Regions from separate parts of the Mus musculus genome. Here all the other regions are linked to region 3. A link is a contact called in public HiChIP or PLAC-seq and promoter capture Hi-C data. All regions are on one chromosome and are shown on one strand. Each heading gives the region's core, a stretch centred on a gene start, on an enhancer-like site or on the middle of the called end of the contact. The rest is flanking DNA. Distances are from core to core; before and after follow the strand shown.

What was found. Promoter capture Hi-C pulls out the DNA fragments that hold promoters and counts their contacts. HiChIP or PLAC-seq counts read pairs in DNA pulled down with a chosen protein or histone mark.
Region 1: a contact with region 3 is called in a promoter capture Hi-C map of embryonic stem cells. The contact joins the promoter of Kctd14 here to the promoter of Myo7a in region 3. A contact is called at or near these places in 2 of 39 promoter capture datasets (embryonic stem cells and hippocampal neurons), 2 of 484 Hi-C or Micro-C datasets (the N1E-115 cell line and Sertoli cells) and 1 of 115 datasets of contacts at active chromatin or transcription factors (pancreatic cancer cells).
Region 2: a promoter capture Hi-C map of pre-B cells shows a contact between it and region 3, with 8 times the contacts expected there. The contact joins the promoter of Thrsp here to the promoter of Myo7a in region 3. A contact is called at or near these places in 14 of 39 promoter capture datasets (the 3T3-L1 cell line, the HPC-7 cell line, HPC-7-derived erythroid cells and 8 more), 1 of 15 datasets of contacts at CTCF or cohesin (large pre-B cells), 22 of 484 Hi-C or Micro-C datasets (B cells, the Ba/F3 cell line, CD4 T cells and 11 more), 4 of 115 datasets of contacts at active chromatin or transcription factors (embryonic basal ganglia and embryonic stem cells) and 1 of 9 other capture datasets (embryonic stem cells).
Region 4: a contact with region 3 is called in an H3K4me3 HiChIP or PLAC-seq map of embryonic stem cells, with 4 times the contacts expected there. The contact joins the promoter of Ndufc2 here to the promoter of Myo7a in region 3. A contact is called at or near these places in 4 of 39 promoter capture datasets (the C10 cell line, embryonic stem cells, hippocampal neurons and 1 more) and 2 of 115 datasets of contacts at active chromatin or transcription factors (bone marrow-derived macrophages and embryonic stem cells).

Annotation. Positions count from the first base shown.
Region 1 is chr7:97,449,175-97,452,621 of GRCm38.p6, reverse strand. It overlaps Kctd14 (potassium channel tetramerisation domain containing 14), which reads right to left and starts at 1,288. Exons shown (of 3, transcript NM_001136235.1): 1 at 1,076-1,288. The coding sequence starts at 1,137.
Region 2 is chr7:97,415,925-97,419,595 of GRCm38.p6, reverse strand. Thrsp (thyroid hormone responsive) reads left to right here and starts at 2,046. Exons shown (of 2, transcript NM_009381.3): 1 at 2,046-2,564. The coding sequence starts at 2,093. The coding sequence ends at 2,545. It overlaps Gm32945 (a long non-coding RNA gene), which reads right to left and starts at 943. Exons shown (of 3, transcript XR_378347.2): 1 at 285-943; 2 at 105-204.
Region 3 is chr7:98,117,904-98,121,461 of GRCm38.p6, reverse strand. Myo7a (myosin VIIA) reads left to right here and starts at 1,969. Exons shown (of 49, transcript NM_008663.2): 1 at 1,969-2,186.
Region 4 is chr7:97,397,656-97,401,382 of GRCm38.p6, reverse strand. It overlaps Ndufc2 (NADH:ubiquinone oxidoreductase subunit C2), which reads right to left and starts at 1,380. Exons shown (of 3, transcript NM_024220.2): 1 at 1,026-1,380. The coding sequence starts at 1,194.

The sequences.
Region 1 (3,447 bases), core at 39-2,538, 670 kb after region 3:
GGCACCCCACTAGGAAAGAGGAAAGGAAGGAAAGAAGGGGACAACAAAACCTTCCCTGAATGGAAGTATAATTAAACCAAGTTTCAAAGAATGTACACAGATAGCAAGCAGTTCATCAAACAAACCCACAGCTCAAAACCACAAAGCACAAAAGGAAACAAGGCAGAGGGGGAAAAGTCAACAGAAACCTGTGGGGGCCCCTTAGTGCTGAGACTGTTGGGATACAGTGGGAGCTTACTTAATGTCATTAAACAAATAAAAGCAAGCATCTAAAACCTGAGCACACTGGGCTGCAGGCACGGCTAAGTGGTGGAGCGCTTGCCTAGCGTGCACCAGGCCCGGAGTCCCATCCACACAGCTACAAAACAAAAACCAAAGAGTGACTTAGACATGAGTAAAGAACAAGGACGTACGAATTTTTAAAAAGACCACGGAGATTTTTAAAAGTCAAATAGACCCACAAAAATGAAAAGCTCAAGTAGCCGAAATAAATCATAAGTGCAGTTGAGAAGGAACTCAGGAAACGCCCTTGAAGGAGCAACGGTGTATATGTATACTATTCTTAGGCAAGAAAATTGGAAAATAGAAGAACAAAATGCCTGAACTTGTGGGGATGAAGGAAAACAGGTGCTCAAACCTTGCTGATTGGAATATGAACTGCTGTGACCTTTAGACATTAATTGGCCATCTCTACCAAAGGGGTGGGGGAAAGAACCCTACTTTTGGGACTCCATCCGACAGAGATAACAAAAAGCACCGTTCTGAAGGGTATGTGGGTGAATGTATTTGCCACTGATCTGTTTGTGTTAGCAAAATTAGATAGTTAACAGTTGACTAAATCACAGTCTGTCTGTGCCATGCAATGTTATGTGTTAAAAAGAGAGATGGGGGCTGGAGATATGGCTCAGCAGTTAAGAGTGCTTGCTGCTCTTTCAGAGGAGGAGAGTCTGGTTCCCAGCGCTCACATCAGGATCTTCACAACTACCTGCTAACTCCAGCTCCAGGGAAGCTGATGCCCTCTTTTAGCCCCATCCACCCACCCACAGGCACATGCACACCCCACATGCACACATACCTGTAATTCCAGCACTTGGGAGGTAGAGGCAGGAAGAGAAGATAGTCAGAGTTCAACATCATCCTTATTCTTGGCTACATAGCAAATTTTAGGCCAGCTTGGGATACACTGTTGGGTTCAGGGTAAAAGTTGAGAAAACTCATTTCAGATATGGAAGCTTAAAAATGAAAGCTTTGTTTTCTGAGCACTCAAGGAGGTGGCCAGTTCTGGATCTGAAACATGTCTGAGAAGAGGGATTGTACACCATCTTTAAAGGATGGGAACACAAAGCAAATGGGGGCTGGGGGGGGGTGCAGTGTTATCTAGTTGTGTGTGACATTGTGGGTTAAACAAGGGAGTAGCCATCAGAGACTGGGCTGCATCCAAGCACCTGGCTTCAAGGTCCTTGATTCACTCTCCTAAACATTAGGTCCGGAGCCCAGACTGATAAGGGAAAAGGAGCTGCTTGGCTGCACGTAGTCAATTAGGGCAGAACAGGCAATTGTTTATGCAGTTATAGAATGTATGCACTTTCTGTATTCTTTACCAGGTAATAGACAATTGAGAAAACAGAAGTGGGATAGGTGTTCATTCCTAGGCCTGGGAGCATGAACTTGTTTGACCTGCCAGCAAGATGGACAGGTTGTCCCTGAGATGTGTGGACTCAGACAACTGTGTATAACAGAAGATGTTCAGCCATTGGGAAGTCCCCAGCTGCCCTAAGGCCTGGGACCTTGAATTTATTTTTCTCCCTTTGATTAAAAGAGTCTGAAAGTGAAATGGTAGTACTTAAAATAAATTTCTTTTGCTTGTTCCCAACAACACGAGAAGAAAGAGACAAGAAAAAAGTAAGCCTGGAGAGGTGTCTCAGTAGAGCCATTAAAAATACTCACTATGGCTGAGTGTGGTGGTGCATGCCTTTAATCCCAACACCAAGGAGGTAGAGGCAGGGGATCCCTATGAGACAGAAGCCAGCCTATTCTGCATAACGAGTTCCAGGCCAGCCAGATCCTATCTCAAAAGAAAAACAGAAACAAAACAAAACCAAACAAGCAAACAATAAACAAACAAGACAATACAAGACAGCAAAAGCCAAAATCAACAACTCAGTATAGTGGTACAATTTGTAATCCCAGAGCTGGGGAAATAGATACAGAAGGATCCCTGGGGCCTGCCTGCCTGCCAGTCTAGTCTAATTGATGAACTCCAGACCAAGAAGAGACCCTGTGTAAAGACAGACAGGATGACACCTGAGTTGTCTTCTAGCCTCTACACACATACATACACATGCACATGTACATACACATATACATGCTGCTCCATAAACACGCACAGTTAAAAATAATAAAAAGAAAAATAGAATAGTATTACAGCAGTCATGTAGTGGGGATCTGCTGGTGAAAACCATAACGAGTATAGCAAACCATCCTCGTGCAAGTTTGTATCTGCATTTATCGGCATTCTCTGTGTAGCCCTGGCTGTCTGGGAATTCACTCTGTAGACCAGGCTGGCCTTGAACTCAGAAATCCGCCTGCCTCTGCCTCCCAAGTGCTAGGATTAAAGGCGTGCGACACCACTGCCCTGCTGGGATTTTCTTTATTGATGAGTGATGTGGAAGAACTCAGCCCACTATGGGCTGTACCATCCCTGGGCAGGTGGTCCTGGGGTGTGTAGAGGAATTTTAATCCAGCAACATGGCTACTCTGGTAAAGGGATCTCATCCAAAGACATTCTAGGCCTGTGGGATCCAGCTGGAATAGTACGCCTTTACCGTCTCTGGCTGGAATACAGACATGACCTTAGTACACACCTTGAATTCCAAACAATGAAGGTAAAGTTAGTTCGTAGAAGGAAGTAGCCATGTTTGGATGTGACTAATTAGGGGCAGACAAAGTGACAAATCAGAAAAAGATTTGACAGAATGAGTCAGAGATAGAATATGCCCAACTCTCATGAGAACAGACAACAAAGAGAAGGGACTTAAGAAAGCAGCAGATAGATAGATAGATAGATAGATAGATAGATAGATAGATAGATAGATAGATAGATAGATAGATAGATATGACAGTTTTACCAGGACAGTTCTACAGAGACAGGTTACAGCTAAAGACAGAATGAGCCAGAGATTGAGAAGGAGCCAGAAGATTAGAACAGATTGCCAGAGTCAGTTTGAGGCCAAACAGAGCAATTTGGTCATAAGCTGAGAGAAGCCAGTCTGAGTCAGTCAGCTTGGAGAAAAGTTTGTGTCAGAAAAGCTGAGTTGAACCAGCCATCCAGAATTCAGAAAGAGCTAGAAAGGGTGCGCTTATTCAGCACTAAGCCTCCAAGACAACGATTACACCTGGCAAATAAAAGTTGCTTTTACAGAGGTGTATAAGAAAACAAGCTGGGCA
Region 2 (3,671 bases), core at 797-3,296, 700 kb after region 3:
ACTATTACACCCAGCTTTTTATGTGGGTGCTGGCGAGCACACTCAGGTCCGCATGCAGCAATAACATTACCAACTGAGATATCCCCTCCCCCAGCTCAATCTACCTTCTGACATGCCACAAAGGCTGGTCTCATTCTATCCCGGGTTTTCTGTCTGCCATGGAGACCTGGAGTGCATCCTGGGCAGGAGTCTGCTGGCCGGGACCTGGTGGTACAGACACCTCTTAGTTATGGCTCCCATGTGTTCAGCACACTGGGCAGTGGTGGGCACACCTTTACTCCCACCTCTCAGGAGGCAGAGGGAAGTAGATCTCTGTGGTCAAGGCCAGCCTGGTCTCCAGAGCAAGTTACGGGACAGCAGTGCTCAAAAAGCCAGACCAAACAAAAACTCAAACAGCAGCAACAACAGCAACAACAGCAAGCCTGTAAGCCAGAAGGGACGGGTACTTGGGGAGCCCCCGCCCTTGGATCTAATGTGCAGAGGCCTTAACATATGACAGCCCCTGAGTTTTCTGACTGCAGCAGAAGAGGCCCAGGAGTGACCTGGCCTCTGGGTCAGAGGCAGCAGGCAGCTGTTGCAGAGGCTCCGGGGCCTTTCTGGCTATTGTCCATGGCACGCTGGAGTCAGCCCTCCCAGACCTGACCGCAGCAGAACACTTTGTTTGCCAGTTCTCACTTGGTGGCCCTAGGCTTGGGCACTAAGGCAGAGAGTAATGCCCTTAGGGGCTTGAGTGTGGATTCAAAGGGAGTTACATAACCAGGGCTGGAAAGGACTTCCTCTGGAGATTTCCAAACCTCTCGGTTTGTGAGTGGCATCCTCCTGCCTCATGGCCTTGGGCTGGATGCACTGCGCAGAGTCAGCCCTGGAAGAATCTCTCCCCAGAAAATGTAAGAAACCATGATACAGGGCTAGCAATGGATCAATAGAACACCAATTAAAAGGGCACTTTTTGCTCTCTCATAGGACCTGCACCCACATGGTATCTTGAAACATCTGTAAACTCCCTTCCCCTTTCCTGATCTCTGCAGGCACCAGGCACACGAGGTGCACAGACATACAGACAGGCAAAACATTCACATATATAAAATAAGATATTTAAAAAAACAACCAGCCAAAAACCTTATTTATTTATTTATTTATTTATTTATTTATTTATCTATTTATTTTGATGAGATCAAGTACAGAGCCCCTTACATGTTGTGAATCCCACCCACCACTGAGCTACATCTTCTGGCGCCTTAATTGATTTTGGTTTTAGTTTTGGTTTTCTCTGAGACATTTTACTTTGTAACCTAGGCTGGCTTGGAACTCATTATGAAGACCAGGTTGGCCTCCAAATGGTGGTAGTCCCACTGCCTCAGCCTCCTGAGTGTGTTGGCATCACAGCTGGAAGATTCTTTAACATATCGATTTTGAATAGTCCATTTTGAATGCTCTTTTCCAATTTAATTTAGGAAACAATTTGATGCCAAGTCTTTACTGGCTGTTATAGGTTATCCTAGGCTACTGTGTCCCGCCAACAGTTCTGTTCTCAGATTGCTTGATGGAAAGGTACTCCTGTAAAAAGGACTGTTGGGACTTGAACATGACAATACCCATTATGACTGGACTTCCAGCCCTGGCTTCGGGGCTCTTTGTCCTGTACAGAGCTGTTCCAGTTCAGGATACTGTTCCTCTGTTCATTTCACAGCCAGGTACCCAGATTGAAGAAGTGAGCTGTGTGCGTTAGGAGGGAAGCAGGCAGCATCGAGGTAATGTGATTTCGGGTAACCTAAAAGAACTATTGATTGCCTGCAGTCAAGTGTACTAGGTGCCAAGGGGACACAGCTTTCCTCTAGCTGGCTGGGCGAGCTGCTGAAGGAAGAGTTGGCCTCCTGCTGAAGCAGTCATGACAAGCAGAAGCCTGGCAGGTTTGTCCCTGGGTAGATGGATCACCTGATACAGACACTGGGGACCAAACGCTGGGATTGGCTCAAAACAGGGCTGTGTTGCTCCAATGGTTGGGCTTTGGCATCCTGTCAATTTGCTGTCTGCTCAAAAGCCTAGAAATAGCGCTGGGGCAGTCTGCCGGACTCTGAGGAAGGAAGCAACCATGCAAGTGCTAACGAAACGCTATCCCAAGAACTGCCTGCTGACAGTCATGGATCGGTACTCCGCGGTGGTGCGGAACATGGAGCAGGTGGTGATGATCCCCAGCCTTCTGAGGGATGTGCAGCTGAGTGGGCCTGGGGGCTCGGTCCAGGACGGAGCCCCTGATCTCTATACCTACTTCACCATGCTCAAGAGCATCTGTGTAGAAGTGGACCACGGGCTGCTGCCAAGGGAGGAATGGCAGGCCAAGGTGGCTGGCAACGAAACCAGCGAGGCTGAGAACGACGCTGCTGAAACGGAGGAGGCCGAAGAAGACAGGATCTCGGAGGAGCTGGACCTAGAAGCCCAGTTCCACCTGCACTTCTGCAGCCTCCATCACATCCTTACCCACCTGACCCGGAAAGCACAGGAGGTGACGCGGAAATACCAGGAAATGACAGGGCAGGTTCTGTAGGTCTTTGACTCTTCTGAAGGTAATGGTGGCCGTGCTAGTGGGTTATACTCCATAAAGGGTGTTCTGAGGGAGGAGATAAATGGCGGTTTAGCTTAGTAGAAGGAGGCCAAGTGAGCCCTCACATCAGGGTATTGGGACTATCACTTGGGAAGGCCCAGAACTGAGCCTAACTTCTCAGCCTTCTCACCCAGTATTGAGAAGAAATGACCGTGACCTCCTACAGAGGACAGAACTGTAGTCTCTGAACACATCCCTCCTGAGTGTGTGTGTGTGTGTGTGTGTGTGTGTGTGTGTGTGTGTGTGTGTGTGTGTTTGGAGTGGGGGTGCATGTATGTGGAGGTCAGAGGACAGACAACATATGGGTCTGAGGGGTTGAACTCTGATCATCAGACTTGCTGGCAGGCATCTTCATCTGCTGAGCCATTTGGGGCATACATGGCGTGCTCTGGGGTGTCTGCAGAGGTCAGAGGATGGATCTGTGGGGTCAGTTCTCTCCCTCTGGCTTTAATGTGGGTTCCAGGGATGAAGCGCAGATCTCCAGGCTCGGGAAGATGAACTCCACCTGCTGAGCTATCTCACCACCCCAGACTCAGTCATAGCTACTCTTCCCCGGCTTCCTTTCTCCTTTTTATTTTTTAATAGGGTCTCTCTATAAAGCCCTGCCTGACCTGGAAACGTAGAGATTCTTCTGCCTCAGGTTCCAGAGTACCAGCATTAAAGACATGCACACCATGCCCAGCTTTTATGTTAACTTAAAAAAAAAAATCTGATTATAGCATGGGCTGTCCCCAGAGTTGAGATACATACACTCTAACTCCAGGGCATGCGCCACTCCCAAACCTTAAGGCCACTGCTGCCATAGATCTCCTTTGCACACTAAATGCCAGCATTGCCTCAGTTGCTGCAAAAGTTCTGAATAAACCTACAAAGATGAGAGCTTTTTTAGATTTTGGTTATTTATGTTTTGGAAATGGAGTCTCACTAATTGTCCAAGTAGGTCTCCAACTCGGGAGGCTCCTGCATGTCTCCCAAATTCTGGGATTGCAGATATCACTGTGCCTGACTGCCAAAGATGAGGTTTGTTGCTTGTGTTTTGCAAGTGAAGAACCTTACCAAGGGAGATGTA
Region 3 (3,558 bases), core at 720-3,219:
GCAAGGAAGGCCTTGGGAATCACAGATAAAAGCTGGCCTTGCTGGTTACCTAGTGAGTCAGAGCCCAGCTCTGTGGAATCCTTCAGGTTCCCTGCTTCCAGTCAGTGTGGGGCTGGCTTTGCTGAGCTCTGCCCATCTCAGGCCCTGGGGACATGGGGGCACACAGTTCCTGCTCTGCAGCAGCCTTCCAGCAACTGGGGAAAATGTACAAATCATGTCTGATCGAAGTACTGTAGTGTCCTTGATAAGCAGTGTCCCTAGGAGCTGACTCTTAGTCTCTGAGTTCAAGATCTGTGCCCTGTTCTAGTGGAGAGGAGAGACTTACATGCAGGCCACAGACGGAGGTGGCAGAGCAGAGATCCTGGGAAGGTGCGGTAGCTAGAGCTAGGAATTTATGGGCAGGGCCACGGGTAGAAGCTGGGTCGGGTTGTGGAAAACGAAATGATGGAATACGACGATAGATTGGATTTGAAGGGGCGAGGGTTGTATGAACTAAGACCAGTTCTGCAGTGGTTCAGATGTGGTGCCCTTAAGAGGCTCAGGTGCCAGAAACCAGTGCCCCTTCTGGATAGGGCAGAAAACAGGCAGAACCTGGAGAGGTACGGTGGAGCATGAGGTGGTAAGGACACACACCATCTCAGGTGGTTTGTTTTGGGGAAAACAAGCATGGATTTCTAGGTTTCTCCGATCGGGTGACCTGCTTAGCCGAGTTTGGGTGCTGAGGAAATGTCTCCGTTATGGTTCTGAGACCACTTTCTCACCCACCCACTGCCTTCCCAGCATGCACCTCAGCCTCAACGAAGCACACCTGCCCCAGTTGCCGCCTTGTCGATTGGGCTCTGGATGCTCCAACCTGTGTCTCTCCCACTCTGTGTAGGCTCATGCTACTCACCTGACTCATAAGTATCAGTTTCGTAGGTGAAGGCTGCGTTGGGTGCAAGTCAACCTTGGACCCTGGTCTCACTGTGGCACCCTGGTATGAGGAAGTTGACCGGCTTTTCCTTAGTCTTGTAGCAGTTGGCTGTGCCCAGCAGGTGGCACCATTGCACCATTGATTCTCCCCACTCCATACCACTATAGATTCCACCCCACCCTATTCCCCTCCCCACCTTAACCCACCCACCCCCACCGAAAAGCAGCTTTCCTGAGTAGATGTCCCAGCTGGCAAGTGTGGGCAGAAGAAGGGGCCAGGTCTCAGGAGGAGGAGGAGGAGGAGGAGGAGGAGGAAGAGGAAGAGGAGTCCTTCAGCCTCCTTCCTCATCTACCATGATGAGTATTTGTGTCCTGTTCATTCCCACCCACTCCCTTTTTTAAATCACACATTTAAATCACACACACACACACACACACACACACACACACACACACACACACACACCGGGTAAGTCTGTCCTGCGTGAGGTGGCTCCTACTCAGGTGGCTTTGCAAACTGTCTGGATAACAGCACACTCAAGACTCCTAGGACAGGCTGTGGGGGCCAGTTGTAGAGCCTGGGGGTGGGGTGCATCTTGGGGAGTCCTGGTTTGGATGTTGTGTCCAGCCAAGGCTCCAGGTATTGCCAAGCCTGCTCATTTATATGGTCTCTAGTAGTGCCCTGACGAGGGAAGCTGGGTGAGCAGGGGAGGCTACTGGGAACTGAGACCCAGCAAAATCATGAGGAAGATGGGACGTGATCAGGTGTCCTAACCATGCAGAGATGGCAGGTAGTAACACATGTGACAAGAGACCCTGAGGTCCTGATGGTTGGCCCCAGGCCCGAGGTTCCCACTGGCCAGCAGTGCCCCCTGGAGCTTCTATGCCTTGCATCCCTGCTGGTTAGCTTTACACAGCACCTTGGGCAACCTCTAGACGTTAGTCAGCAGCCCCAGCACAGCCCGCCCCTCATGCTGATGTCACCACATCCAGACCTTCGAGGCCCCCAGGGCTCCGCCTCCTGGGAGAAGGCTTTGGAGGGAGAGGGCGGGTGGCAGTGCAGGCTGGACAGCTGCCCTGAACAGAAAGAAAGAGTGACCCAGGGAGACAAGAAACAGAGTAGCCCAAGGGAAGCCCACAGCAGCAGCAGATCAAGGCTCAAGCTGGAGCTGAAAATTTGCAGGCTCCAGCCTCAGCTTCCAGAGTCCTCCTGACCTGTGACCCCTGGCTCCTGGCTGGGAGGTGGTGACTCGGAGGGTGTGGATAAAACCCAGGTAAGGATGGGCTGCCCTGGCTGGAACTTTTGGACTGGGGAGGAGTTACAGGCTGGGGCCTCCTCTGGAGCCTCTGCCCTTAGGTTCCTGGGACTGGACTCCCCTGAACCTACAGGGGCCTTGCCACCATAGGCATGGAAAGAAAATGCCCCGAGCCGTGCACATGGAGGCTTATGCCCTAGATGAGGGAATAGCTGAAGAGCACAGGGCCTGTGGAGTTGTTTCCGGGTTGGAGCTGGGTCAGGGGTATCCAGAGGCAGGGGTGAAAGATGGGAGTGGAGGCTGGGGGGGCAAGTGTGGATGCCTCTCTCTGCTTGGTCTTTTGGTCATCTCCCTGATAATCTATCTCTCCTTGCACACGTTGTTTCTTCTTTGTGTGCCTTACATTCTCTATCCGTGACCCAAGAACATGAAGGTTACCATCTGGGGTTGCCCAGGGGTCAAGGTAAAATCAGTTGTGGGTCTAGGGAAAAAAACAAAACAAAACAAAAAACTATGGTTCTTTGTTCTCAATTTGAAAAGCAACAGTCTTACACACTAGTCTAGTCTGGGATGGAGAGGTAGAGCCTCATGCATGGGGTAGAAGAGACCTGAGCTTTTCCATGGGTCTTCAGCTCTACCCTCCAAGTCTACAGTCCCAGTCTGTCCTGCAGCCTTGTACCAGCATGAGTGAGGCAGGGGCCAGGCAGCCTCTTCAGACGCCAGCTCTCATAACTACTGCTGCTGCCTTTGGGATTATCCCCCTGCCAGGACCCCAGCGTGGTGTAGGTCTCCCGAAGGACCATATGCCCATAGAGACCCAGGGCGTGGGGTCAGGGCTCAGGTGTCAGGCAGTGTCGTGGGCAGAGGATCAGATGTCCCAGTGCCTCTGAATGGACCCTTGTGAAAACTTAATGCTCACTCGAGGGGCAGGCCAGGCAGGGATGGAGGGGCCTCACACCAAGACCTATGGGCTGGGGCTGCTTCTGGTGACCACACTCGAGGCAGCAAATCCATCTCGAGCCTATTCCTGGGTCCAGCTCTGTGCTGGATGAGGTAAGAGATGAGGGCCACGAACAGGTGTTAGATCATTCTGCCATGTGTCCTAAAACTCCTAAAGCAGTCCTGAACCAGGAGCAGAGTCCAAATCTTACTTAGTGCCAAGTCTTCCCTGCCCTGCTGTGTGACCTTGGGTAAGAGATAGTCCTTCTCTGAACTTTGGGCAGCCTCAGGACATTAGTCCCTGTCCCAGCACAGCCCACCCCTCACGCTGATGTCTGGTACAGGGCTGACTACACTCCTTTCAAAGCCCTTTGGGATGACGAGGGCAGCTTTGGGCAGTGGAGGTGGTGACGGTAACTGAGGCTCTGGTCACATAGACTGAGCTTTAATC
Region 4 (3,727 bases), core at 131-2,630, 720 kb after region 3:
ACTTCCTCAGTTCTCAAAAGTTTTCATGTCTTCCCCACCCAGAGAATAAACTGCCCTCGTCTGATAGCCTCTGCAGCCTTATCACTGTAATCTTGCAGCTAAGTAATCAAATTCACCCACTTTCAGAACGCCTTGCACACCCCACCCCCACCCCCAGACATACGAAGTTCTTTTAACTCTTGCTTGATATTCAAAGTTAAGTTCACATCTAGTGACATGATAAAGACATTTGCCACCAAGTCTGACTTGGGGAGTTCAATCCCCAGGGCTGACACGGTATTGGAGAGAGAACTAATTCAGGTTGTTATCTCCCCTCTACCCCCCCCCCCATATAAAGAATAACTATAACAAAGACAGTTAGTTTGCTTCTACATGTATCTTTGGAATTCTACAGTTCTTAGCACAGCTACATTGTGTAAGCTAAGCTATTCTCAATCGTGACCAGAAGCCAGTGACAAACTAGAATATACAGCTTGCTAGTTTATTGACAGTCTCCTATTCCAGAATAAGGGCAGTAGTAGCGTCTGGAGTTTTGTCCACATTAGTCCTCTCCCCAGACCTTATGAATCAAACCAATATTTTAACTGTATATTATTTCTATGCACTCCAACTCTGAGAAGCTCTGGTTCTAAGCACACACCAACACAACACAAGCTCCTCTCTTTAACTAGACCGTGGGCAAGGTGCTTTAACTCTGCTTGGGTCTCGTGCTCTCGTCAGTACAATACTTTCTCACGTCTGAGAGAAATGGGCTGGGCAACCGTTTAGCACGAAGTACAACGCGAACTGTGAGGAGCCCTTCTTGAGTCCTTCGCAGACTTAACCGTGGGGTTTAGAAGTCCCCATTGCACTGCACTTGGTTTTCTTCAATGTGGCTACTCTTGGCGCTGAGAACCCGAGAGGGGATGCACGCCCTGGGAGAGCCAGGCGCCCCCAGCTAGGCAGGAAGGCCTCGTAGAGCACAGATGACCTCAGCGGGCAACCCTGCAGCTCCTCGTCCGAGCGGGATCGCCCGCAGCCCTCACCTGCTCTCATCACCGGTCGCATCCGCAGCATGTTGTCCATCAGGCCCGTGCAGTAGCCCAACAAGCCCATGTAGACAAGCCGCGGGTCGTTCAGCTTGGGCGGGGGCAGGCTCCGGGCCTCGTCCGGCAAGAATTTTAAGGGCTCATGGCCCGGCCGGCCGTTCATCATCTTGAGGCAGGTTCCACGAGAGGTTTGACCTCGACTCCAACTATAGGAAAAACAACGACTCCAAACGCCGTGACCGAGCTACCGTCCTCCTCCGCGCTCTAGGCTGAAGGGCATTGCGTACGGCGGTGCAGCACCCAAAAGCTTCCCTGTGCGCTCAGCCTTAGCAACCTCTGCACGCGAGGTTCCGGGCTTCTAAGTGGCCCACAACGCGTGAAGGCTTGCGCTGACATTGTAGTGTGTGTGTGTGTGTGTGTGTGTGTGTGGGGGGGGGTTATAATAAATAACCCACAGTGGGCAAAGGCTAGGAAACATTGGTATGTATGTATGTATGTATGTATGTATGTATGTATGTAGTCCAGTTACCACAATCGAAATTGTCTCTCACTTACTTGCCCCCAGGCCTATGGCTCTTCAGAAAACATTATCTTAGCATCCAAAAATCAACATCTACAAGTGGTCATAATGGCTAGTTCATTTATCTAAAGCCTATAAAAGCAAGCTTTCTGGGGTTCCAGCAGTTCGTTTGCAGTTACTTCCCCCACCCCCAAAGCCTAAAATGAAGGTAAGGTCAGCACCAGGGTATTCGGAGGTCAGGAGCGAATCATTTACCCTAACCTTGAGATTCAGTTCTGGCGATAGTCTGCTAAAATGGTTCCCCCTAGGCCTTCAGGTCTATGTACGTGGCTGAGAGAAGTGTTCCCCAACGGATTAAGGAGTGAAAGAAGGAATTCCTAAAGTTCTATCAAGCGATTGCCTAGTCTCTTTCCGCTCACCTAAAATAAAGGACTTTCCGTACTTGAACATCTCCCTTTGGAAAGCCCTTCCTGATACTGAAAATGTATATGCTTCTAAGACAGGAGTACTAAATACCAGCTAAGAGTCGAGTGCGGGGATATTCCTCAATACTTGTACTCTTTGAGGAAAATCCAGTGAGACACACAGATAAAAGCAATGGAGCATGTGAGCAAATCTCTCTTAAAATCGTAGTGGTGCCTGTAATCCTAGCAGTTGGCAAGCAGTATGTCATTCTTGGGTACACAAGTCCCTGCCTAAAATAGATGAAACAGACAGACAATACATAAAAGCAATACAGTTGCATCAGCTTGCGCAGACCGGGGTTGAGTAAGAGAAAGGGAGACTATTTATACGGTCTGGGAATCTACCTAACTTTACCATGTAATTAGCAAGTTGAAATGGTTTTCTTTTCCCTGTATCTTTGTCCAACACTGGTCTGAACTGGAAGTTATTTATTTCTTTTTGAGATTTGCTCAAGGTTTTTCATCAGGTAATTATCAGAGCCCACTAGCTAATTATCCTTTCTTGGAAGGAGGAAGGGAATTTATAAGAACCAGGGCCAGAGTCTCCTTTAGTGCCCCGCCGTGAGAGTGAGACTCCACACCTCCACTGCTCACCTCTACCTTCTGCCTAACAAAGGCTGGGGTGGGGTCTTTCCATATCTCTGTGTAGCACTAACTGACCTGAAATTTGCTACTTAGTCCAAGATAGCTTCAAACTAATGGTAAGTGTCCTGCACCCCACCCCACCCCCACTCCCAGTGCTGGGAATATAGTCCTATACCACTCTAGTTACCTCCACTCCACCAAGAGGACTCTTTACTTTACTTTTCTTTTCTTTACTTTTCTTTTTCTATTGGATATTTTATTTATTTACATTTCAAATGTTATCTTCTTTCCCGATCTGCCCCCCAAGCTCCCTATCCTATCCCCCCTCCTCCTGCTTCTATGAGGGTATGCCCCCACCCACCCACCCACCCACTCCTACCTCCCTGCCCTTTAATTCCCCTACACTGGGGCATCTAGCCTTTAGGGGACCAAGGGTGTCTTCTCCCATTGAGAGGACTCTTTTAAGCCAAATATTTTAAGTAAAACATTTTCAAGTAAAAATTATTTGAGAAAGCATACATTAGGATTTTCATGAAGTGCACCAAATAATTTGAATGCTCACAACTTAGGGCCCAGCAATTATACATCTTATCTTCTGTCCTATAGAACAGTATAACACTGCAGGGTGTGTTGGCTCACACTTGTAATCCCAACACTTAGGGGCTAAGAAAACAGGAGTTCCAAACATTGAGATCAGCTTTGCCTACAGAGTGAGACCCCATTTCCAATAAAATAAAACAAAAAAAAAAAAAACAAACGAGGGTCAGGGATGTGGCATAGTGATAGAGTGTTTGCCTTGTGCACTAGGCCCTGTGTTCTGCCCTCATCTCAACAAAACAAAGCAAATTGAACAACAACAATAAAAATATAGCATGGGAAAACCCTTTCTGCATAAAAAAAAAAAAGTCTTGAGGGTTGGAGAGATGGCTCAGTGGTTAGTTAAGAGTGTTTTCTGGGGCTGGTGAGATGGCTCAGCAGGTTAGAGCACTGGCTGCTCTTCCGAAGGTCCTGAGTTCAAATCCCAGCAACCACATGGTGGCTCACAACCACTTGTAATGAGATCGGACATTCTCTTCTGGCGCATCTGAAGACAGATACAGTTTACTTATGTATAATAATAAATAAATCTT